Linked DNA regions of Mus musculus: all the other regions are linked to region 7. A link is a contact called in public HiChIP or PLAC-seq and promoter capture Hi-C data. All regions are on one chromosome and are shown on one strand. Each heading gives the region's core, a stretch centred on a gene start, on an enhancer-like site or on the middle of the called end of the contact. The rest is flanking DNA. Distances are from core to core; before and after follow the strand shown. Region 1 overlaps Slc24a4 (solute carrier family 24 (sodium/potassium/calcium exchanger), member 4). Region 2 holds the start of Slc24a4 (solute carrier family 24 (sodium/potassium/calcium exchanger), member 4). Region 3 overlaps Gm30296 (a long non-coding RNA gene). Region 4 holds the start of Cox8c (cytochrome c oxidase subunit 8C). Region 5 overlaps Cpsf2 (cleavage and polyadenylation specific factor 2). Region 6 holds the start of Atxn3 (ataxin 3). Region 7 holds the start of Lgmn (legumain).

What was found. Promoter capture Hi-C pulls out the DNA fragments that hold promoters and counts their contacts. HiChIP or PLAC-seq counts read pairs in DNA pulled down with a chosen protein or histone mark. Capture Hi-C pulls out chosen DNA fragments and counts their contacts.
Region 1: a contact with region 7 is called in a promoter capture Hi-C map of the HPC-7 cell line. The contact joins the enhancer-like site here to the promoter of Lgmn in region 7. A contact is called at or near these places in 2 of 39 promoter capture datasets (the HPC-7 cell line and trophoblast stem cells), 3 of 484 Hi-C or Micro-C datasets (the HPC-7 cell line, embryonic stem cells and nephron progenitors) and 2 of 115 datasets of contacts at active chromatin or transcription factors (embryonic stem cells and large pre-B cells).
Region 2: a promoter capture Hi-C map of adipose tissue shows a contact between it and region 7. The contact joins the promoter of Slc24a4 here to the promoter of Lgmn in region 7. A contact is called at or near these places in 1 of 39 promoter capture datasets (hippocampal neurons), 1 of 115 datasets of contacts at active chromatin or transcription factors (embryonic stem cells) and 2 of 9 other capture datasets (adipose tissue and liver).
Region 3: an H3K4me3 HiChIP or PLAC-seq map of embryonic stem cells shows a contact between it and region 7, with 34 read pairs. The contact joins the enhancer-like site here to the promoter of Lgmn in region 7. A contact is called at or near these places in 5 of 39 promoter capture datasets (the C10 cell line, the HPC-7 cell line, cranial neural crest and 2 more), 8 of 115 datasets of contacts at active chromatin or transcription factors (bone marrow-derived macrophages, embryonic stem cells, epiblast stem cells and 2 more) and 2 of 9 other capture datasets (adipose tissue and liver).
Region 4: a contact with region 7 is called in a promoter capture Hi-C map of stem cell-derived epiblast-like cells, with 2.4 times the contacts expected there. The contact joins the promoter of Cox8c here to the promoter of Lgmn in region 7. A contact is called at or near these places in 4 of 39 promoter capture datasets (cranial neural crest, embryonic stem cells, liver and 1 more) and 1 of 484 Hi-C or Micro-C datasets (embryonic stem cells).
Region 5: a contact with region 7 is called in a promoter capture Hi-C map of the HPC-7 cell line. The contact joins the enhancer-like site here to the promoter of Lgmn in region 7. A contact is called at or near these places in 19 of 39 promoter capture datasets (3T3-L1-derived adipocytes, the C10 cell line, the HPC-7 cell line and 14 more), 26 of 484 Hi-C or Micro-C datasets (B cells, the C10 cell line, the G1E-ER4 cell line and 16 more), 13 of 115 datasets of contacts at active chromatin or transcription factors (VIP interneurons, bone marrow-derived dendritic cells, bone marrow-derived macrophages and 9 more) and 3 of 9 other capture datasets (adipose tissue, liver and pancreatic islet).
Region 6: a contact with region 7 is called in a promoter capture Hi-C map of the HPC-7 cell line. The contact joins the promoter of Atxn3 here to the promoter of Lgmn in region 7. A contact is called at or near these places in 10 of 39 promoter capture datasets (the C10 cell line, the HPC-7 cell line, cranial neural crest and 6 more), 2 of 484 Hi-C or Micro-C datasets (B cells and muscle stem cells) and 10 of 115 datasets of contacts at active chromatin or transcription factors (bone marrow-derived macrophages, embryonic basal ganglia, embryonic hindbrain and 7 more).

What each region holds. Positions count from the first base shown.
Region 1 is chr12:102,153,694-102,156,714 of GRCm38.p6, forward strand. All of the region lies in intron 2 of Slc24a4 (solute carrier family 24 (sodium/potassium/calcium exchanger), member 4), which reads left to right. Among named protein-coding and RNA genes, the nearest start is that of Slc24a4, 26 kb to the left of the region's middle. Within about 2 kb of position 1,313, at least 18 of the 459 cell types and tissues checked have an H3K27ac peak or open chromatin away from gene starts, as enhancers often do. A contact at or near this core is called in the HPC-7 cell line, where this site is marked.
Region 2 is chr12:102,127,029-102,130,111 of GRCm38.p6, forward strand. Slc24a4 (solute carrier family 24 (sodium/potassium/calcium exchanger), member 4) reads left to right here and starts at 1,699. Exons shown (of 17, transcript NM_001362345.1): 1 at 1,699-2,491. The coding sequence starts at 2,362.
Region 3 is chr12:102,724,405-102,727,565 of GRCm38.p6, forward strand. All of the region lies in intron 1 of Gm30296 (a long non-coding RNA gene), which reads left to right. Among named protein-coding and RNA genes, the nearest start is that of Gm30296, 15 kb to the left of the region's middle. Within about 2 kb of position 1,502, at least 44 of the 459 cell types and tissues checked have an H3K27ac peak or open chromatin away from gene starts, as enhancers often do. A contact at or near this core is called in embryonic stem cells and hippocampal neurons, where this site is marked.
Region 4 is chr12:102,897,992-102,901,353 of GRCm38.p6, forward strand. Cox8c (cytochrome c oxidase subunit 8C) reads left to right here and starts at 1,315. Exons shown (of 2, transcript NM_001039049.1): 1 at 1,315-1,500; 2 at 2,254-2,543. The coding sequence starts at 1,375. The coding sequence ends at 2,346.
Region 5 is chr12:101,993,038-101,996,379 of GRCm38.p6, forward strand. All of the region lies in intron 8 of Cpsf2 (cleavage and polyadenylation specific factor 2), which reads left to right. Among named protein-coding and RNA genes, the nearest start is that of Cpsf2, 19 kb to the left of the region's middle. Within about 2 kb of position 1,999, at least 56 of the 459 cell types and tissues checked have an H3K27ac peak or open chromatin away from gene starts, as enhancers often do. A contact at or near this core is called in B cells, the G1E-ER4 cell line, the HPC-7 cell line and 7 more, where this site is marked.
Region 6 is chr12:101,956,369-101,959,593 of GRCm38.p6, forward strand. It overlaps Atxn3 (ataxin 3), which reads right to left and starts at 1,875. Exons shown (of 11, transcript NM_029705.3): 1 at 1,766-1,875. The coding sequence starts at 1,789.
Region 7 is chr12:102,437,949-102,441,078 of GRCm38.p6, forward strand. It overlaps Lgmn (legumain), which reads right to left and starts at 1,780. Exons shown (of 14, transcript NM_011175.4): 1 at 1,683-1,780.

The DNA of each region.
Region 1 (3,021 bases), core at 63-2,562, 280 kb before region 7:
AGAGCTTCTTGATCAGGCCTGTCTGAGCATGACTTCTCTACACTGTGACTTGGCTTTGACTTTTTACTCTGCTGTCAAACCATTTGGAGCTATTTGGATTACAAAAACAACAACAAAAAACAAAAAACCCCAACCTTTTAGGGCTGGAGAGACAGCTTAATCAATAGCACACTTACAGAGCAAGCAGGAGGACCTGAAATTGGGCCTGAAACCCAAGAGTAGGAAAAGCTGGCAAATCCCCGAAGCTTGCTGGCCTGTCAGTCTAGTCTGTTTGTGAGTTCCAGATCAGTGGGCGAGCCTGTCTCAAAGTACATGTACACGGTGCCTGGGGACTTTCAGACGCATGCGCATGTGAAGCACACACACAGGCACACACACATTTGAAGAATTATGCCTTGTGCTTAGCTGTCTCATTGGCAGATTGGTTCTTCTTATTTTAAAAAGAACAGTTGACGTACCAGAGCTGCTTGTACATCCGTGCTGTCCCCAGATGAGCATGCAAGGGTAAGAACTGATTCTTCGCGAAGAACCTCGGTCTCCTTATTCATGAGATGCCAAACAGAGCGTCAGTGCAGAGTCACATTTAGATTCATTAAAGTGAGTTAAGCTCTGAGCACGTGACCTTGTTCTGAAACAATGACTTAGTAATATTTTTATACTGAGTTTTGTTCTACATCAGGGGTCAATCAGCTGTCTCTGTAAAGAGAGCACAGACTATGTGTAATCTGCAGCAGCCATTCAACTTGGCTATTCTAGAATGAATCTGTAAAGGAATGTGTTACAATAAAACTTTATTAACACCGGGTTGAGGTCACAAAGCTAATAGGCAGTTCTCAGTTTCTACAGCCTGGGGCTCCTATTCCAGCTCCATGCTACTCACCATCAGAAACAGAACTAGCCACTGACTGCTTCAGGGTTGACTGTTGCTTCCTACTATGGGTCCACTTTCTATCTGAGAGTCAGACTAAGTAAAGGCTTCAAACATGCCTTCGCGTTTCTCCAAGTTTTATTTAAGAATTGTTTTGGTGAAGGCTTTCTGGAGCCTGGGACCACTGAGATGTGGAGTCTGATGCTTTTAAATGCCAGGCATTGCTTGCAATGAGTGACTTGTGAGAGTGGAGAGAGGACTCAGGATAGAAGGCAGACTATGCCAAGGGTGGGTTATGACCCAGTTTCAAGGGAAAATGCCCATCCATGGGCTCAGGGAAGCCCATCAAACGGACCATCACAGAGCCTTTCTTCCAGGTAGGAAGGCTGGCTTGAGGCTGGCTTGAGGCTGGCTTGCTGCATCCTGACAGCTCCCCCAGGTTCCCATTATCTAAGGAAAGCAGCTGGCAGGCATTTCCTGAGAGCAGAGGAGGGCATTTCCTTCAGTCTCTTTAGGCTAAACTTTTCAAATTGAGCTAATTGCAGATTCATGCACAACTGGAAAAAATACTTCCATTTTCTTGTCTGTCTTACTTCCATCTCCCAGTGGTAGAACTTTTGAAAACTCCAAGACACTATCACAGTCAGGGTGCTGACATTGCACAGCCAAGACACAGAGCTCATCTGTTACCCCAAGAATGATTTATTTTGAGTCAAGGTCTCACTATGTATTCCCTGGCTGGCCTGCAACTCGCTCTGTAGACCAGGATAGCCTAGAACCCACAAAGATCTGCCTGCCTATCTCTAGGAGTAAAGGCATGTGCACCACATCTGGTGTGAATGTAAGCTTTTGTTGAAATTTGGGGACCTAATGACCAGAAGGGTGACTAGAGTGTGTTAATGACTCCCATTTTCAAATATTGCCTGTAGCTAAGGTAAGAGCCTTGTTGCCAGCACTTGCATCCGAGAGCTTTGCAAATGAGCATCTTCCTAAATGGAAACTCGTGTGGGTTTGAGGATGAACCACACAATGGGTCCCACTGGGAAGAGCTTTGCCTCTTCGCCTGGCAGACACTGGACAAGAGGAAGATAGGGGCTGACCACAGACATTACCTTCCCTGCAAAGCAAAGATCGTTATGGAAACTTGCCATGGTGAGCAGAATGAATTTGCTCATGCCGACTGCAGGCAGGTGAATGTGTGGAACCTGCTAACATCTTCTCCTACACACTCAGTAGAACAATGGCTACCACTGACTAACCTATGCCATTGACAGCACAGGTAGACTTGGGGGGAAATCTCCTAAGAGAGGGAGTCAGGACCAACTGCTTCCCCCCCACCCCCCAGTCAGAACCCTGGCTACTGGGTTATAGAGTAAGTGTGTTGCAGGGCCTGGGGAGATGACTCAGTGAGTAAATCACTTGCTGAGAAAACAGGAGAACTTAAGCTCCACCTCTAGAACCCATGTAAAAACAGCTGGATATAGTGGTGCACAGCTGGAATCCCAGCACAGGGGAGATGGAGTTAGCTGGCCCACCTAGCCTAACTGGTGAGTCCTGAGCTAGTAAGAGACCTATCTCAGAAAACACTAGAATCTGATCTCTGGACTCCACAGGGGTGTGTGTGTGTGTGTGTGTGTGTGTGTGTGTGTGTGTGTGTGTACAGAGGAGAGAGAGAGAGATGCCTCACACAGATGTCTGGTCTTCAGTAAGTCAGATGGAATCTCAGCATTACACCCTTACTTTCAGGTACTCTGATTAAAACCTGCAAGAGAGAGACTCAAGGGCAGTTGGTCATACACCTCAATCCTGAGCAGCAAACACACACATGAACGAGCATGTGGCTCACCCACAGTCAGTTCACTGAACCATGGCTGGACTCAGGACCGTTTGGAGATCAGGGTTTGGGTTCCCTTGCTAAGGACCCAGGATGCAGGTGTCCATCCTAAGTGAAGATGATCTCAAATTTCCCTTATCCATCCATCCATCCATCCATCCATCCATCCATCCATCCATCCATCTCAAGTGACATTGAAGGCATCTAAGTGTGTCCATTTCTAGTCCCCACTCTGCTAATGGCTGTCCTAAGTTACCAGCGAAACCACCTGATTCTTCAAATTAGCAGAGTAGCTGATGCTCATGAGAAAGAAGTAGGT
Region 2 (3,083 bases), core at 449-2,948, 310 kb before region 7:
TCTTTTTCTTTTTTTTTTCCTATACTTAATAAACTCACCTATTCTACGGACCATACTGAACAGTATAGAAATGAAGATGCTGGGGCTGGAGAGATGGCTCAGAGGTTAAGAGCACTGGCTGCTCTTCCAGAGGTCCTGAGTTCAATTCCCAGCAACCACATGGTGGCTCACAACCATCTGTAATGAGATCTGACGTCCTCTTCTGGAGTGTCTGAAGACAGCAACAGTGTACTCACATACATAAAATAAATAAATCTTAAAAAAAAAAAAAGAAATGAAGATGCTGCAAACAATGGCACCCCACCCCGCCCCCACCCCAGCTTTCTGGGCACTTCTTACCTGTGTCCCTCTGCTTGCCTAAGAAGTACAAAGGAACCTTGCTGGTAGTGGCCAGCTAGAGGAGGCATTTGGGACAGTCCCCAGAAGGGAAGTCCTCACACTTGACTATGCTCAAGATCTCTAGGGAATCTGGTTAAAAATGCACATTTTAGCTCAGTAGGTCTAAGAGTAGATTTAAATGTGCAACCTGCCTGTCTCCTATACTCCCAGGCAATGACTTGGCTGCTGTGGACCACCCCGTAGCCTAATGAGCAGCAAGGGAATGTTTGGCGCTCAGAGCAAAACACTTTGAGAATCCCACTTAGCATCTGAGGGACAGGCCCCCCTTTAGTTCAGGGTTCCTTGAAAGCAGACATTGGGTCTTAATACACGTTGTTGTTGTTGTTGTTGTTGTTGTTGTTGTTTTGTTTCTTGGCTGGATGGCACTTGGCACAGAGCTCACAAATGGCGGGTATGTATTTATTTAATTAAACACAGTTGGCTTTGATCCAAAAATGGTTTTAAGAGGAGTTAACCCCTAAATCAGCACAGGATAGAAAACCGACAGGGAAGTCTGAGTTAGAGATCCTTCCTGATAGAGGTCCCCTCCACTTATTTGCGTCTGGATGACACCTCCACTGCTCTTCGGAAATTTCACTGCGCCCACATTTTAAAAGCGGCTTACACTAGAGAGCCGAAAGTAAGAGAGGTGGAAAAACAAACCCAAACCAGAAAGCCTTGCGAAGCTGTGAGGTTGCAAAACATCAAAAGCTCCCAACTGTTGGCAGCAGAGCCGCAGAACTGCGGGGTTTCTCCCTCTGTCAGATTACCAGCATTTCGTAGGTCGGTGTTGCGCCCCCGCCACACAGGTCCCTAGGTTACCCAGAGAGCCTGGCAGGAACTGGTCCCGGCGGGCGTCGGTTGGCTTGGTGCAAGCCTGTTTCTTAGCACTGAGCTAGCAATTAAGCTACTTGTGCATTGGAGACCTCCGGGTGGTAGTGGTGACCGCCTTGGGTCGCTGCGGGGGGTAGGGGGTCTCGGGGAGCCAGGACCCGTGTGAGAGCCCTACAGAAACCCTGGTTCTGAGAGTCCTTGGTGATGCCATAACCTGTTCCACCTTATAGCAATCACAAGAAGCTGAGGACTCATTTTGGCTCCGTAGGGTTAGAGAGAGAGAGAGGAAGGGGTTTGGAGGGAGGCAAGGAAAGGGGATTATATTGGTCAGTAGTTGAGCCTCTCTTGGGGGAAGGGAGAAGCGCACTGGGCGAGCGCCCTAGGGGAGGTGTACACGTGCAGGGGAGGGGGGGGGGATGAGAGGCGGGCAGGCGGGAGGGGAGGAGTAGGGAGGCGAGAGCAGCTTGCGGGAGGCGCCACGGCCTCGCAGACACAGGCTCTGGCCGCCTAAGAGCCAGAGAGAAAGTTCCCGGGACAGTTCGCCCGCGGGAGGGCCCAAACTGCGGCCACTGGCCGAGAGGGTCTTGAGTTCTGAGAGTGCTGCGCGCGGTCCTTCTGCACGCACTTAGCTGCCAGGGCCCTGCTTTCCGAGAGAAGCAGAGGAGCCTCGCAGGCGGGCAGCCGGGGCGGCCGGGGCTAAACTTGGACGAGGAGGATGCTGCGAGTGGGCGCGGCGGCGCGGGGCGCGGGGGCGCTCGCCAAGCACTGATTGCTCCCGGCGGACTCCGAGCGCGCTGAAGAGCAGTGGGCAGGTAGCGGCTCCAAGCGCCCGGACTGCGCCAAGCCGACAAGCAGGGCCGCCAGCGCCACCGTGCAGGCGTCGTCTCCTCGCCACGGAGTCATGGTGCGAGCAGCGCGCACGCCCCGCGCGGAACTCTGAGCTCCGGCCGTGCATTGCTCCCCCTCCTCTGGTATTCCCATCCGATCTCCCCGTGACTGCCTTGTTCGCGGACCATGAAGCTATCTCCCAGAGCCCCTTGCCTCTGAGCTACGCATCGCCCCGCTGCAGCCCCAACGCCGCTGGGCCACAGACAGCGCTCCAACCCTTGAAGCTCGGGATCTTCTTCCAGGGGCGCGGGGCGTACGGAGATGGCTCTCCGTGGACTCATCCGGCAGAGCAAAGTTCGCCGGAGGCGAGAGATGCTGCCGCAGCAAGTTGGCTTCGTGTGCGCTGTGCTGGCCCTGGTGTGCTGTGCCTCCGGCCTCTTTGGAAGCTTGGGTAGGTGTGGGAAAGGATGTTTTCCGCTGGAGGAGTTGGGGGGCTTGAGCTCTGACAGCTCCAGCTTCTTCTCTGTCAGATTGGTCCCCAGGGTTTTCCCTTCCCGCTCAGCGGGCAGTGCTCACCCAGGAGTGCTGAGCCTCGAGCTGGACTGTGGCGACGTTCTGCCGAACTGCTCAAGCTCCCTGGGGGTTCCGGACGTAGTTGTAGGTGTGCTATTGGGATCAAAGCCTGCACCACCTCTGTCCCTGGAGTGTGCGGGTAATGGGCAACTCATGGCAGCCCAGGGGTAGAGTCTCCCGCTTTAGGATGTGTGAAACTGAGCAGCCCCCTTTTCTGTTCTGCAAAGCTGTGCTCCATCCCTCAGAGACCCAAATTCTCAGGCTTAGTCTCTGCTCTCCTCCTTGCACCTGCTCTGATCCAAATGCTTGGTCTTCCCCAAACCTAAACGGAGCGGGGGCAGTCTGTCCCCGTGGGAGATTGCTGCCATGTTCCAGCATCCCTTCACTCAACTCTGCTTAATCCCCACGGAGAGGGAGGGCTGGCGTGCATAGCCATGATCCACGCTCCTCCAAGCAGAAGGCGACCTGGG
Region 3 (3,161 bases), core at 252-2,751, 290 kb after region 7:
ATTAAAGGTGTGTGTCACCAGCCCCTAATTTTTAAAATTTATTTATTTTATGTGCACTGATGTTTTACTTGTATATGTCTGTGTGAGTGTCAGATCCCCTGGAGCTGGAGTTACTGACAGCTGTGAGCCACCATGTGAGTGCTGGGAACTGAACCTAGGTCCTCTGGAAGAGCAGTCAGTGCTTTCAACCACAGAGCCATCTCTCCAGCCCCAGACTTAGCTACTTTTAATTGTCATGTGTATGAGTGTTTGCCTGAATGTATTATGCTTACATGTGTGCCAGTTGTCTATGAAGATCAGAGTCCTTGGACCTGGTGACTGTAAATGATCGTGTGCGTGCTGGGAACCCAACCTGGGTCTTCTGTAATAGCAAGTGCTATGACCCAATGGCCCATCTTTCCAGGCCCCCATTTAAATTTTTAAAATATTTATTCATTCAGGGGGCAGGGCATACTCAGGCTACAGCATGTATGCCCAGCATGTTGGTCAGTGGTCAGAGGATAGCTGAGTCACCTCTTTCCTTCAGCTAGTCTCTCCCTGAGACTGAACTTATATTGTCAGGCTGGGCTGCAGGGGTATGACCCACTGAGCCATCTTCCTATGCCATCTTTTATAGTCCAGATAGCAATTCAGTAAAAACGTTTGGACAAGTGAGGAGATCGATTATCAAGGTGACAACAGGACTTGCTCTTGTCTCCAACAATGGGACAGCTAGAATAGGAGCCAAGATTTCTGGTAGCCTCACGCTCAAGTTCTTGGCATCACACTTGTCCTGCAGTCTCTCTGCCTGTGACCCTGGTGATGGGAATACATCATCCATTGCTGTCCCCTGTCTGCATTCTGCTGGTGCCAGGCCTATCTGGGTTGCATCTTCCTTTAACAATGTCAATGACATCCTGGGTGACACACCTTTATGCTTAGTCAGCAGCTCCACCCTGATCTCATGATAAGCACTTTCTCAGTTGGGGACACACCCTGACATCCTTCAGTCATGCTGATGCCCATAGATGCGAGAGAAGCCCTCAGCATAGTGAAGATTCAAAAAGGGACATAGTGATATAGATGCTCTAGTTCTAAGGCAATGGTGTGTCGGGGTCATGGCCAGAGGGGGCTACTACGCGGGCGGGAAGTGGGTAGGGAGAGCAGCAGAGAATCTCTTGAAAGGAAACTGTCTGGGTTCCTAGGAGACGGCCCACCAACTTTCCTGATTAAAAAAAAAAAGCCAACCGAGGCTTCATACACGTGTAGATGGTGGGACAGCTGAGCAGGCCAGGGCTGGGGGAGAGGGGGTGGTAAGAAGCCAGTCAGTGGAGATGTACCAGGAGTGAACCTGAGGGTGCCAGGAGGACAGGGGACACCCATCCTCCAGAACATGGACTTCAGCCCCAAGGACCTTGGCATTTATGGCCTGGGTGAGTCTGTGCCCACCCACGGCTATGACACAGAAGCCTCGGGACTCTGGGCTGGTTCAGGATGTCCTCCTGGCCCTGAGATGACTATGCATCAAACTGGCTTCCTGCCAGCATTACAGAAGGCTTCTTCAGAGCAGCAGCAGTCTAAGCACACATAGGAGTTGGCTCGGCAGCCAGTTCACTTAGAAGGTCTGGGCTGTAGCTTATGGGACTCTCCAGAGGGTGGAGGGGAGAGTGCTGGGAAATGCATATGGTGCTCTCAGGGAGGGGTTCCTGCTTGGTAGCGGTTTCCAGTTTCTGTAGCTAGCTGACTGCCACCCACGAACGAACTATGTAACTATGCACAACGGGCTCTATTAGCCAGTCTGGGCCTGCCTCCACACACAGATGCTCACACCCTGTCTATTAGAAAAGCATAGAGGTGCGTTTTGAGGTCTGAGACTAGAGAATGATGGGAGTCTTGGTCTGTCTGGAGGCAAGAGCTGGGACGCTTCCATAGCCTAGGCTATCTCAGTCTCTCCCTCTTGATTTGCATTGTTCGGGGTCCACTCAATCTCCTGTTGTAGCAGATTGGTATCTGTGCCTGGGTCAAGGAGCTAAGGATCCCTCTTGCTCACTTTTGCTGGGCTTTCGTGTCTCCTGACAAGAAAGAAACCAGACTGCAGCTGATCCTCTTTCTGTCCCAGTTTCAAATTCCCTAGAGGATGCCCATTGGTCCCGCTTGGGTCAGAGGCCCAGTCAGCTATGACTAGGGAACAAGAAGTTGTTATATATAGCAAGATGGTAGCCAAGGTTGAGGAAAATAGAAACAAGACCATTGAGAGAAGCTCAGTGGATAAAGAAAGGCACTTGCTGCCAAGCCTGACAACCTGAGTTCAAAACCCAGGCCTGTCATAATAGAAAGAACCAATTCCTACATGTTATCCTCGACCCTCACGCCCTCCATCTCTCTTCCTTCCCCTCTTATTCTTTTGTGATGAGATTTCAGTACAGTTCAGCCTGGCCTCAGATCACCATTCACCTGCCTCAGCCTCTTGGTGCTGAGACCACAGGCTTGTGCCACCACAACCTAGCCTGTCACTGAGCTATTTGAAAGAGTAGACACATGTGGTAGCACATGTCTTTAATCCCAGCACTTGGGAAGTAGAAGCAGAGAGATCTCTGTGAATAGGAGGGTTGGTCCTCATAGCAAATTCCAAGCTAGCCAGGACTCCATAGAGAAGCCCTGTCTCAGAAACAAACTAATGCAAAAAGTCAAGCACACACATTACAGAATTTCACGCTGCGGGATTAGTCATGCCCAAGGAAAGGGCAGAGGCACTTCTACCTCCAACAGCAACAGCCACTCCTCTATGCAACCCAGCCCCCCAGTTACACCCAGACTTACGTCGTAAAGGTCTCAAAATGTCTTTCAATGATTGCTGTCTTCAGATCTGGTGTTCAGAGGGTCTTGGCCTTCTGGTCTGGATCAGCAACCAGAAAGCCCTTCCTAGCGTCACTTACGTAGCTGTGACAGTAAGCAACTGCAGGGAGGAAGGAGTTTATTTCAGCTTACAGTTCCAGGTTATAGTCCATCCCTGTGGGGAAATCAAGGCGGGAACGCCATGCAGCTAGTCACAGTACATTCATAATCAAGAGCAGAGAGAAGCGAATGCACGCTCTCTTGCTTGCTCAGTTCAGTTTCTTCACTCATACAATTCAGGACCGACCTCCACTACTGCATGTGGCCTAGGGAATGGTGCCACCCAC
Region 4 (3,362 bases), core at 65-2,564, 460 kb after region 7:
TTCTACTCCCCAAACAAGGCACTTATTATCTCAAAGGTTATTTATACAATAGGCTTGCAAAAGAAATATTTATGATATTAAATTTCAAAACTTATAATAATCTATTCTATTTTTCTATTGATGAATACAAATTTAGTTGTTGGTGATTTCTCATCTTCTCTTCTGGGCCCAGATTCTCTGTACCGTGAATCTTTTTAACATCATCATCATCCTATAAAATTTCTTTCTTTCTTTCTTTCTCTCTCTCTCTCTCTCTCTCTCTCTCTCTCTCTCCCTCCCTTCCTTCCTTCCTTCCTTCTTTCTTTCTTTCTTTCTTTCTTTCTTTCTTTCTTTCTTTCTTTCTTTTTAATGTTTTTTTTTTGAGACAGGGTTTCTCTGTGTCCTGGAACTTGCTCTGTAGATCAGGCTAGCCTCTAACTCATTGATCTACCTGCCTCTGCCTTGGGATTGAAGGCGTGCACTATCACTCCTCAGGTTAAAAACCTGATCTTAGTCTTGTCTCTCTTTTCTCTTTTAGTTCCTTTGTTGCCTTCCCTCCCTCATCCCTTCTCACCCCCTCCTTTCTTTCTCACACAGCTCAGGCTGGCCTCCTGCTCTAACCTTAGCCTAGCATGCAGGGCCTTGACCTCCCAACCCCCTGCTTCCAAACTAATGCTGGAATTACAGATGTGGTCCACCATGCATGGCTTTTCTCTGTTCGTTTGTTTTCATTGTTAAGAATTAGTTTACAGGTAGGGAAGAAGAGTTATCAGCAAGTAAAGCAAGGCTAAAATAGACGCACATTTACTTTGCTCTGGTTTGTGAAAGGATGAGCTATAATGGTTTTAGTTCATTTACTGATGTAGTATGCATGGAGCCCGGAGTTAAAGCGTCAGGATCACAAAAACTAATAGAAAAGGAAGTTAAAAAAAAAATACCAGGAACACGATCTATGGAAATTTTAATTTATATTCTAGAGCAGTGTAAAAATGGTATGATATCTGCTATTGACTAAAAGCAACGGAATACTGAGCAATAGCTATAGATGTTGGCAGCCAATGGTCCCTCACCTTGTGTTAGGAGAAGAAAATCAGAAAATCCTGAGTGTGGCTTTGGGACTGAATAGGTTTGGCAAAGAGTTTGGGAGAGGGCAGGAAGCTGGACTTGTGAGGACATAGGTGGGAAGAAGGTAGAGAGTGGCAGGGCCAAAACACATACAGCGGAGAAGCAGGGTCGGGTAAGAGCTCAAATTCCATGCAAAGGGCTTGAGTGGATGGTGCGCATGCTCAAACCAGCTGCCCGCCCTTTCCTCGCGCACACTTTACCAACGGCCTTTGACTCCGACACTGGTGGTCTCCGGTTTGCTCTGTCTCAGTGGCCCTTTTCTGACCTGCGATGTCTCGCCTGCTGCTACTCTGCTCTTCGCTCCTCCGCCACCGTGCAGTCCTGTTCTCGAAGCCTGGCCACCCAGGCCGCCTCAGCCACTCAGAAAGCCCACAAAAAAAAATCCTGTCGCCCACGGTGAGGTAGAACCCACTTAACGGTCCAAATGGGTGTGGAGGGGGGAGTGTGTGGTGTGTGTGTGTGGTTGTGTGTGTGGTTGTGTGTGTTGGCAGCTTCAGTTGTGGGGTCACTTTGGATGGCGGTTCAGGGCGAGGATGAGAGTCCCAAGTAGGACCTGGCTCTCCATTATGGAGGCACAGGGTCCTCGGTTCACTCCAGGGTAATCTACCTGCCTGGTGGCCAAGACATAGCATTTTCTCTAAAAACTGGTGGAGAGACGCTAGACATAGTTGAGCTTCCAGAATCCAGAGGTCAGAAACCGGCAACTATTGAAAAAAAATGAGTTTTTGAAAATTCAGTTGAATACAAATGGAACACGTTGCAGGACCCAAGACTTTTTTTTTTTTTTTTGGTCATATGACAAATTTCACAGCATACTTTTGTGGATGTGTGCACTAAAGTGCAGGTATCTGAAGAGGCCAGAGGTGTTGGATCTGGAGCTAGAGTTGACTATGTCCTGCCTGATGTGGATTCTGGCAACCAAATTTAGGTTCTCTGCAAGAGTGGTATAAAGTTTTAGCAGATGAGCCATTTCTCCGACCTCTGAGAAAGATCTTTAGCTGGGTGTATAAGGAAGGGGAAACACCCAGAGTTTTGTGCATAAAAGCCCACAAAGTCGGTGTTCTGCTGCCAACCTCCACGCCTCTGCCCATAAGCCGTTTTACTAGGCAGTGGGCCATACTCATTAATATTCCTTTTCTTCTTTTCCAGGAATCAGCTGTTGGGATTGTCGTGTTTTTTACGACCTTTTACATCCCAGCTGCATATGTGCTAAGCAGTCTGAAGTATTTCAAAGGAGAGTAGATACAGGATGTCCAGGAGCAGCACGGCATGGCTCCTTTAAATGGGAAAAAGTGCCTGTTTGAACCTCCTCTGACGAGTTAGTCCTATAACTGTCTGTGATGTTCTACACTTCGGTTTGTTTTTGGACTGTGCATCATATGGACGACGAACATAATCTGCTTAAGTGTTAAATAAAATGGAAACACTTGTTTGTGCTTAGTATTGCTTTCTTTTTTACTTATTTTGTTTTGGCTTGAAATGCTAGGTAGCCAACCCAAGTGCTCGTGCGTGGGAGACACTCTACCACTGAGCCACAACCCCGGCAATTGTCTTCTGAATATTATTAAAGCTGACAAAAATTTATTAAAATTACAGTGAGAAAATTTATAAAAATTACAGTGAGAAAAAAATCAATGAGGATTGTTATGAAAGGTTGCATCAAAAGTTTTGTGGATGTTGAGTACGTGAATCTAATAACCTCAACTGTGAAAGATTAAACAGGCTTTGAGGCCATGGCGGTTTGAATGAAATGAGCCCCCACAGCCTCAGAGGGAACGGTACTATTAGGAGGTGTGACCTTGTTGGAGGAAGTGTGTCACTGGGGGGTGGGCCTTGAGGTTTCCAGTGCTCTGTCACTCTTTCTTTGCTGTCTGCCTAATAGAGGCAGAACTCTCAGCTACCTGTCCAGTACCACGCCTGCCATGCTTCCTGCCATGATGACAATGGACTGAACCTCTGAACTGTAAGCCAGCCCCAGTTAAATGTTTCCTGTATAAGAATCGCCATGGTCACAGTATCTCTTCAAACCAAGATAAGGGTATTATACATTTAGCTATGTTTTTCATGTTTTGCTGGTCCCATTTTTGCTGTGAGAAGATTGTGTGTGTGTGTGTGTGTGTGTGTGTGTGTGCGTGTGTTCTGGGAATGAAGCCCATGGCCTCTCTGTGTGCTCCAGCCCTGAATTTCAGTTCTGTAATGATTCATCTTTTCAAGGCTTGTTTACTACCTTCATGTAGTCACTCTCTTAATTTCTAATT
Region 5 (3,342 bases), core at 749-3,248, 440 kb before region 7:
AGCTGTCTTCAGACACTCCAGAAGAGGGCGCCAGATCTTGTTACGGATGGTTATGAGCCACCATGTGGTTGCTGGGATTTGAACTCTGGACCTTCGGAAGAGCAGTCGGGTGCTCTTACCCACTGAGCCATCTCACCAGCCCCTGTTGCACATTTCTAGACCATCTCATGTGGATTTCTTACTGTTTTGAGAGTTCCTTGTGTGTTCTGAGTATCAGCCTGTTGTCAGATGTTTTCTCTTACCTGGAGGCTGCTTCTGGTCTCTACTCTGGTGGCTGTGCTGTTTCTTTGCTACAGAGGTGCTTTGTCATTTCCTTATGCTTTGGGGGAGGGGGGCAACCCATATTCACTGTGGTCACACAGGGTCTGGTTTTTATTGTTTTGTTTTGTTGTATTGAATAGGGTCTCACTGTATATCCTAGCTGTTTTTGTAGACCAGGCTGGCCTTGAACTCAAAGAGATCTGCCTGCCTCCTCTTCCCAAGTACTGGGATAGAAGGGTATATACCACTGCGCTCAGCAAGCAACCAATCTTCTGACCCACGCACATTCCACACACACTGTTCAGTGCACTGCTTATCCTTAGCAGTTCTGCCTGTAGGAGAATCGCATGATTTACCCTGGCTGGCTCCTTGTCCTCTCAGTCTGTTTAAAGGGCCTCAGCTACAACTATCTAGTTGGTACAACTTTGTATTATTTTTGTTAGTTTTTATTACCAAGTATTCTTTATTGTTGTCTTTTGCCACCAAATTGAATAAAGTTCCAGAAGAAGAGGAAATTTTTTCATATTCTGAGTGGCCAGACTAGTGCCTAATATCCTAATCTGCTGGTTACCATCACAATGACAAAGGCTGAGTTCCTACCAGGCCAGGTCACTGACACACCAGCGTTTACTATGGAGTCTGACTTTTCATGAACACACAGTGTCTGAGAAACCTAAGCCTTGATCATTTAGAAGAAGAAACCCAGTAATCTTAAAATAGTAATGTTAAAACAATTAACAGACTGGAAGTTTAGGATTAAGGAATTAGGCTAGATTAGGAAAAAAGCATAATTTGGAATGATATAGTGCAAGTGTAGAAGCAATATATCTTAGGGCCGATTTTCTGGAAGCTTTATTAATACAGCAGTTATTTCAGATATCTGAACTGGAATATAAAACAGACGTATGTATGTATGTATGTATGTATGTATGTATGTAGATGGGGTCTTGTTACATAGTTAGTTCATCCTGGCCAGAAACTCTAAATTCTTCCCCCTAAGACTCCTGAGTTCTGAGATTACAGGTTTGAACCAACCAGGAGGCCAAGACAAACTTTTTTTTTTTTTTTTTTTTTAAACAAGAGGTACAAGTTAAATCAAGGAATTAAATACTTATTTAAAATTTGTGGGCAAGGTATCTATGTGAGTTGCTAACATTTTATAATTTTAAATCATGTTTCAAGTAAGCTACTAGCCAAATGTGAGATGCCACATTTGTGAGCATTTGTCACTTAATTTGGAATTAATTTTTAATTTTTATTTTGAAATAGTTTCAAATTTAACCAAAAGTTGCAAAAAAATAGCGTGAATGTTTCAACTACCCAATTGTCAGGGTTTTAGCTGGATTTGCTGTATCACATCTTTATCACACAAGCAGAGCATTACACACACATTTTGAAAGAAATAGCAGTTATTCTAGCCTTGCCTTACCTTGGATAGTACTACAGTGTATGATGTGGAAACAGGAGCCACAGAAAAAAGGAGATAAACTCTGACCCTGCCAACTCTAGCCGGTTGGTACAACAGTGTCCTTTTAAGTCACGTGTTCCAGTTTTGTCCAAGAGTGCCCAGGAGTACATGTTGCATTGATTCCTTGTGAATTGACATTGAAAAATTGCTAATAATTTTTAGGTTAGCATGCAAAGTGGTGAGTTTCATTATAGCATTTTCATCTACACATGAGCTGCTGTGCTTTGCTCTCCCCCCTGCCCACACTCGCTCCCTTCCTTCCTCAAAATAGTTCCTCTTTCTGCTCTTACCAAGCTTATCCCATTACTGTCTCTACTTCTCCCTTCATATCTCTTCTGCCTTTCCCATGATCCCCTTTCTAGTTCATGATCTCCCAACATATACACACACACACACACACACACACACAAATTAAAATCTAGGCTCTGTTTGCATTAACTGTTTTCTTATTCTTTTATATATGTGGATGCTTTGCCTGCTTATATGTCTGCACCACGTGCATGTCTCGTGCCCATGGAGGCCTGAAGAGGGTATGCCTCCAGACAGTTGTGTACTGCTATGTGTATTCCAAGAATTGTAGCCAGATCATCTGGAAGAGCAGTCAGTCCTCAACCTCTGAGCCCCTTGGTCTCTTTATGTTTTTAAATCGTTATGTATATACACGTGTATATACACATGGTGCACTCATGGAAGTCCAAGGACAGCTTTCTGGAGTTGGTTCTCTCCTTGCACAGTGGGTTCTAGGGTTGGAGCTTAGGTTACGGGGCCTTCATGGCAGTGAAGTGTTTTCCTCACTGAGCCATCTCGCCAGCCCCAAGGATTCTCTAGTTTTCAAGGTACTCTGATGATAAAAACTGCTAATTCAGTTGTTGCATGTTGATGAATTTGCCCAGTTCTTATTATTTTAAATGTTACTACTATATACTTTTTAAAAACATCTCTTTTAGTAGATTGAATTCTAGAAATAGGAAGATCTATGTCATAAGACAAGCACAGTTTAATTTTTGTTAGCAAATTATCTTCTGACAGTTTGCTAATAATATCTGCTGGAAACACTGTAATGTACCTGTCTTAGTCAGGGTTTCTCTTCCTGCACAAACATCATGACCAAGAAGCAAGTTGGGGAGGAAAGGGTTTATTCAGCTTACAATTCCATACTGCTGTTTATCACCAAGGAAGTCAGGACTGGAACTCAAACAGGTCAGGAAGCAGGAACTGATGCAGAGGCCACGGAGGGATGTTCCTTACTGGCTTGCTTCCCCTGGCTTGCTCAGCCTGCTCTCTTATAGAACCAAGACTACCAGCCCAGAGATGGTCCCACCCACAAGGGGCCTTTCCCCTTTGATCACTAATTGAGAAAATGCCTTACAGTTGGATCTCATGGAGGCATTTCCTCAACTGAAGCTCCTTTTTCTGTGATAACTCCAGCTGTGTCAAGTTGACACAAAACTAGCCAGTACAGTACCCTTTGCCCAGGTAGCAGTTGGCATTTCCAGTCTTGCAGATTAAGCAAATTGTGATAGCTTCTATGTGTTACCTGTGTCAACAACCACTAATAAATTAAGTGATGTGTCTGTGGCTATAAGCCGTCCGTGTTCCTTACTGTTTAAGTG
Region 6 (3,225 bases), core at 625-3,124, 480 kb before region 7:
GAAGTGGACCTGGCCTCCAGGTTGTCCCAGCATCCCTTAGTCCCTCCTGTTACAGGGTATGGCTGGTATACCCGGCCCTCTACCCTGAACTCTCCAGAGCATGGACTATGCTGCCCTTCCCCTAGTGGCTCTTGCCTATGTAATCCATACATTTTGGTTACCCACCCTCTTTTTGTATGGTTTGCAACTTTGGCTCCTGGCTGCTGTATTTCCTTCCCTTTTCTCCCTTCCCCTCAGGGTCAAGACCACTCTGGGTTCTCCCAAATATGTCTGCCCCTGGCTCTGCTCTCCCAAATCTCTTTAATAAACCTTCTCCTCCGCCATCCCTAGGAAAAGTCATGTCCTTCCCATTTCTTTTTTCATTCACCCTAGAGATGACTCAGTGAGTAAACGGGCTTGCTAAGAGCCTGAGACACCCGGAACTCACACCAAGTTGGGAAGAGAGAACTTTATAAAGTCCTCCCTGACCTCCACACCAGCACATACACACAAACAGTAACTTTTTTTTTTAAATAGAATGAATGGCAAGAGTCTCATGAAGCAGTGTATACAGTGTTCAAAATATAACATGTTTAAAATGGGTCTTATTCCAAAACCTTTGGAAAATTAATTACAAATGAATGTGGGGAGGGGGCCGGGAGGGGGAGCTCACTCAGTCATAGCACGTGGCCATCATCCCAGCCAGCTCTCAGGAGGCAGAGACAGGACGATGGGAGTCTGGAGCCAACTTGGGCTACAAGAAATCCTGTCACAAACTAACTTGTTCCAGTTCCAAAACACTCAAAATGTCTTCTTAAGAGCACTTCATTTAACAACGTCCTTAGATTCACATCATTTTTGTCTTTTTGTTGTGCGTGGATTTTAAACACTATGAGTCAATGCTCCTTTACAAGTGATAAAAACAAAGGCCTTTGCTCCCAACGAAATAATAGTCTCAACTAGCAACCCTCTCCAAACCTAAAATGATTATGAAACATGGTTGTCCGAGAAACACCCAAATGACTTGATAATTGTATGCGAACATAGACCAGTTTCTCAAGATGTCACAGCAATACTTTTAAGCGTAGTCACTTAGGAATTAAGGTGAGGAAGAGACTAAGCCAAATCACACAGTAGAACGATTCTAATCTATCCATAATACCTAAAAACAAAGCTGGCCTCCTGGTCCGGAAAAATGGGAGAACAACCCAAACATCCCCGTAATAAAAACTCTTATGACGACTTCCCTCCGGGGTTTCCTACTTTACTTCCGAAGTGTCAGGCCCTTTAATGGGAAAGCCACGGTCACAACTGCAGAAAGACGTGGGATGGATAATCAAGATCTAAATGCATGGAGCATTCCATTATAGAACTGAGTTGAGAGAGAAAGTTGGATCTGCCAGAGGACAGGTTAGGGGGCGTGGGTGGAGTTGGGAAGGGTCCGCCAGGTGCTGAAAAGGCGACTCGCTAGACTAGACCCTAAGAGAGAAGAGAGAAGAAACCCGAAAAGGTGTGGCAAGTGGACAAGGAACGCCCGCGCTAATCCTCCGGGTGAAGCCCCCCGAAATGCCCAGGCTACCCGCCCGGTCTTCTAGGGCGAGGGTGCCGGGAACGCATGCGGGAGGCTTCACGAGCGGAGCCATGGGGAGAAGGCAGGAAGCACCCCTCACCCAGCCAGGTCGGGATGGGGGCGCTCGGGCCCCGCCTGAGTTCCTGAAGCGGCGTCGCTGCTCCCCACGCCCGCCGCCGAGCCGAGGACGGCTCCCCACCGAACGCCCACACTCACTTTCTCGTGGAAGATGGACTCCATGTTTATTTGTCTGGAGCCAACGGCCCCGGCGCGGAGCAGCCCCCTCCAGCAGCTCCGCCCCCGGCCCCACCCCTCAGCCCCGGTCCGCCCCGCCCTAGCCACGTGCCTCTCGCCAACCAATCACTACTGCGGGCGCACGTCACGAGGCACGCGAACCCGGGAGCACGGGACACGTGACCTGGGCGGCGTTGGTCCTCCCCGCGGCAAGCGTGATGCTGCGGCGCCGCCTGCTGTGCGGAGGAACTTCTCTACGCGGGACAATCTTGTGATTCTAGGGTTCTAGAAGAGAATCCTCGCAGCCAAGTTTTAGGTTCTTTTTTTTCTTTTTTTTTTTTTTTTCCATCTCCACCTTCTTTGGTCCTTTCTCCTCATCTTTATGTGAGCAACTCCTCTCCCACTGAAGACTTCATTCCAGAAGAGGCATTCTCCACATACCTAATATTTGTGTAAAAACTATAGCTAATGTTTAGTTAGGACTGACTTAGAATAGTCCAGTTGTAAGCGCAATTTAATACGGCATTTTTTGATGTGTGTGTGTCTTTTGTAATATTATACAAATAAAGAAATGTAGGTACGAAGAAATTAGCACAGCACACTGTCCAACATAGTTGGCTGTTGGAATGAATATCAGGTCCTGGGGTAAATACGCCATCTCTGAAGGAGGAAGCGTTGGTGAGGAAGTGAAAAATCCAGCAAAATATTGAGTGGCTCGCGCAGGGGATGGGGGTGGGGAGGGGGGGATTGACAAAGATTAAGCGTTGTATTGGGCGTTGTATCTTGTATGGTGGAACCATTTTAGGTTCTTCAATGTAGCAAAGGCCCAGTCTCCTAAAGGCTCATTGTACCTGAAGGTAAGGAAGGCATATGTTGTGTTGGAGGACAGCTGCTCTATGCCAGCCTGTAGCCAGGGTTACATAGGAGGACCCTGTCCACCACCTCCCTACCGGGAAAAAAAAAAAAAAAAAAAAAGCTACAGGCGGTTAAAGATTTTTAAAACTAGAGACATGGGGTCAAATTAGGATTTTAGAGGATCACTGGGGAACAATACTTGAAAGGCATTTGGGGAGAAATGAAGAGACTCTGGTGGTCAGGACTCCAGTAGTGATTTGAGAATGGAGAGAGACCACTTTGAAGCTTTAGGAAACAGAAGACTTTGATGAGGGACTGGGGTGGGATGGGGGTATTGTTAGGAAAGACTTGTGGGTTTCTGCTCTAGGTACCATGTAAAGCAGAAGTGATACTCCAACCAGAAATACTTTACAGAATGAGTAGGGTCTTGGGAAGAGAAGAAAAGGCTTTTAATTTAGAAAATACTGAGCTTAAATATCTCTGCAACTAAAGGTACTTATGATGGTTTGTATATTCTTGGACCAGGGAGTGGCACCATTTGGAAGTGTGGCCTTGTTGGAATAGGTATGACCTGGCTGGAGTAGGTG
Region 7 (3,130 bases), core at 530-3,029:
TCACATACACAATGGTGGGCCCAGAAGAGCAAGAGCCAGAATGTCCCATCACTACTATCCCTGGAGCTGTCACAATGCTGTCACCCAATGCTTTACTCATGTGTCCCTAGCAATGCTGGGGACAACAAGCCACTGTGCTGCCAGCCTCATAATTATGTGCAGGACATGACCCTCCACTGGTTTGTGTGTGGCTCCAGAGAGTCCTCCCAGTTACTATAAATAGAAAACGCTCTGCAGGCCGCAGCCTCGCTCTTCTCCTGCACACTGTACCATCTCTGATCGTACCTAGCAGCCCCACAGTGAGTGCCCTACACCATCCAGGTTCCTGTGAAAGCCCCACACACACAGCATACACATAGCAACATCGCCTACTGACACATATGTCCAAGAATGTGTCCCCATCAATAAACAGTGTCTTGGGCATGGTGTAGTCTCTCTCTTCCTACCACTGCTCTAACTCCCCTGGGGGTGACTGTGGTGCCCTTCTGGTCTTCAGTGTGACCTCCTCTAACACTTTCTACCCTACAAACCCGATAAGGTAAAGAGAAATCTACACTAAAAGCAGCTCACTGGGTATTCAGGACAACACCTAAATTCCCCACCCCACTAAAGGGCATTTGAGATACACGTGACATCCTCCTGCATCAATTCACTCCACACATGTAATCCCTTAATCCAAACAGGCTCCACAATCCCAGGTCCAAAAAACGCTGTTCACAACTTCACCTTGCTGTTCTCCAGGTAATGCACACCCCTCCTCCGACCCACTAGCCACTCCCTATCTCCATGGCTCCAACTTCACCCCTCTCCCCTCCACACCAAGTCCTAGTTCCTCCCAAATGAGGTTTGGGTGTTGTCTCTGTACACAAAGGACTATCTCTACCCCCAACAAAATAAATTCGTCTCAAAAATCTTTGCAAAGAACACAGCATGGTGCCCCAACCCTGTAATTCTGGCCTTCAGAAAGCTGAGGCAGGAGGGTCGCTGAATTCAAAAACCAACCTCATGGCTACATGTTGAGTTTGAGGAGGCTGTCTCAAAGCAAAGAAAAGCTTACCTTACTTACTCCAGCCCAATAAATATTTGGTTTGCAGACCCAGAGTAAAGAATATTCCATAGGGCATACAGCTGTAGACCACAGGGCGAGTTTCAAATCCTGACCACTCATTTTCATCTATAAAATGGACCACGTGACAGACATTCCATCCTCCAGCCCTTAGGGTCTACTGTACTTAACACAAAATAATCCTAACCCTATGGGGCCAGGGACCACAAAGGCTAGCTTTCACTATCAAGGAGCATGTGAGCCTCCCTGAAACCCACTAGCTCTCGCCAGGAATATTTGGGGTATTCCTGTCGGGGTGTTTTTGTTCAGATCGGGAATCGCCCCTGTCTACTGGTGTACTGATTCAAGTTAAAAACATCAACAACAAACCCGGGACTCTGCCAAGAGCTGCCTGGCTGTGAAACCTTAGTAAACCGACTCCTCCTCCTGCCTCAGTTTCGCCCTCCAGGGCAACCCGCCGTTCCAGCAAAGCACACTCGCGACACAAACAAGTCTCCGGCTAGGAGCTTTCAGAAGGGAAATATTACTCAGAAAGGGTCGAGGGATGGAAAGCCTAGCCAAAAACCGCTAAGTCACCTCTCATGGGGCGCGGGTCCTCCCCGGGGTCCCCGATTACCTGGGCGGGTGATCGCCGCGGTGACTGCAGAACCGTGGGAATTCCGGGCGTCGCGCAGACTCAGAGCAGCCACCTCTAGAGTCCGCCCCGCTGTGATTGAGCTGCGGCAACACAGATCGCTGAGCCCGGGCTACCTGCGCAGCCTGATTTGTGCAGCCTCGGAGTGTGGCGTATAAGGAAACCAATAGAAGCTGAGACTGAGGCCGGCAAGCCAGAAAGACTACGAATCCCAGTGTGCGTGGGCGGGGCTTCGGACCCTGTGGGCGGAGCTTTAGGGCCCTGTGGTCAGAGGTTGGGGCTGCGTCTTCTCAATGAGCTAGGCATGAGCACCTAGGTGTCTGGGGACTCTACGGACAGTGAGTGAGAAGTCGCGCGAACTAACTGGTCTCCAGCCTTGTCAGCGCACTGGACCTACGGATGCTACCCCGTAGTCCACCCACAACAAAGGACTGTTGTTTTGGGGTTTTTTTTGGTCTGCCTTGGCCTATGATCACAACACCCACCCCACCCCCAACCTCCAGAAATGTATGGCCACCCCAGCTCTACAGACAAGACATCTGACAAAATCAAGGAGCTTAATTTTTTTCAGGCTCCCAAGACACTTTCAGTGGCGGAAGCTAACCTTAGTAGTCTGGTTCCTGAATGCTAAAATCCTAATTCCCTGTCACGTCCCAAGTGTTCGGTGTCACAGTGAGCTGGAGAGGAAGTAAAATACTCTATATGCAAGTTCCAGAAGCTGGTGCTCAGTGAATGAGTTGGATGGAGTTGTGACAGAGTTCATGTAGTCTTGCCCGAGTATACCAGGACCCAAAACAGGGCCAACTCATTTGGCCTGGGGCTTACTGGTCAAGCTAGACTGCTGGCCAGTGAATCCAGGAGATCAGCTGTGTCTTTCTCCCTAATGGTCACACAAGTTTGTTACACTTTGAGCCATTCCCCACCCCACCCCCCGTCCCTGAATCTTTCCCCCTCCTCCCCCCAAGTCTTAGGCCTGGCAACCCACAGCAGGTCTGCTCCCTATCTCGGTTAATAAGATCATAGCCGCATCTGCCAGCTTAGTATTATCTCTGGCCATGTTTGCAGACAAGGAGAGTTGAATCATTGTGAGAGACTGTAAGGGCAGCAAAATGAAGATAACAACGGACACTTGGAAGAAAACATTTGCTGTCACTGACCTTAGCATACGGCCACATGGCCTAGGATCACAGCTTGGAGGTGACCTTGGGCTTCAAGTCAAAACCCTATGATGAAACATGCCTTCCGGTCTTCCACCGTGAGTATTTGAAGCACATTCATGGACTCACTGAACATATTTACCAGGCCCCTTTAAGTGCCACACATAGCCAAGTATTGAGATAAATAGGATTTTATTTCTTCCCCTTGGGCATTAGAAATGTGTCCTTAGCCACTTCCTATCTCACCCAAAATAAAAGGTAAACTTTGACGGT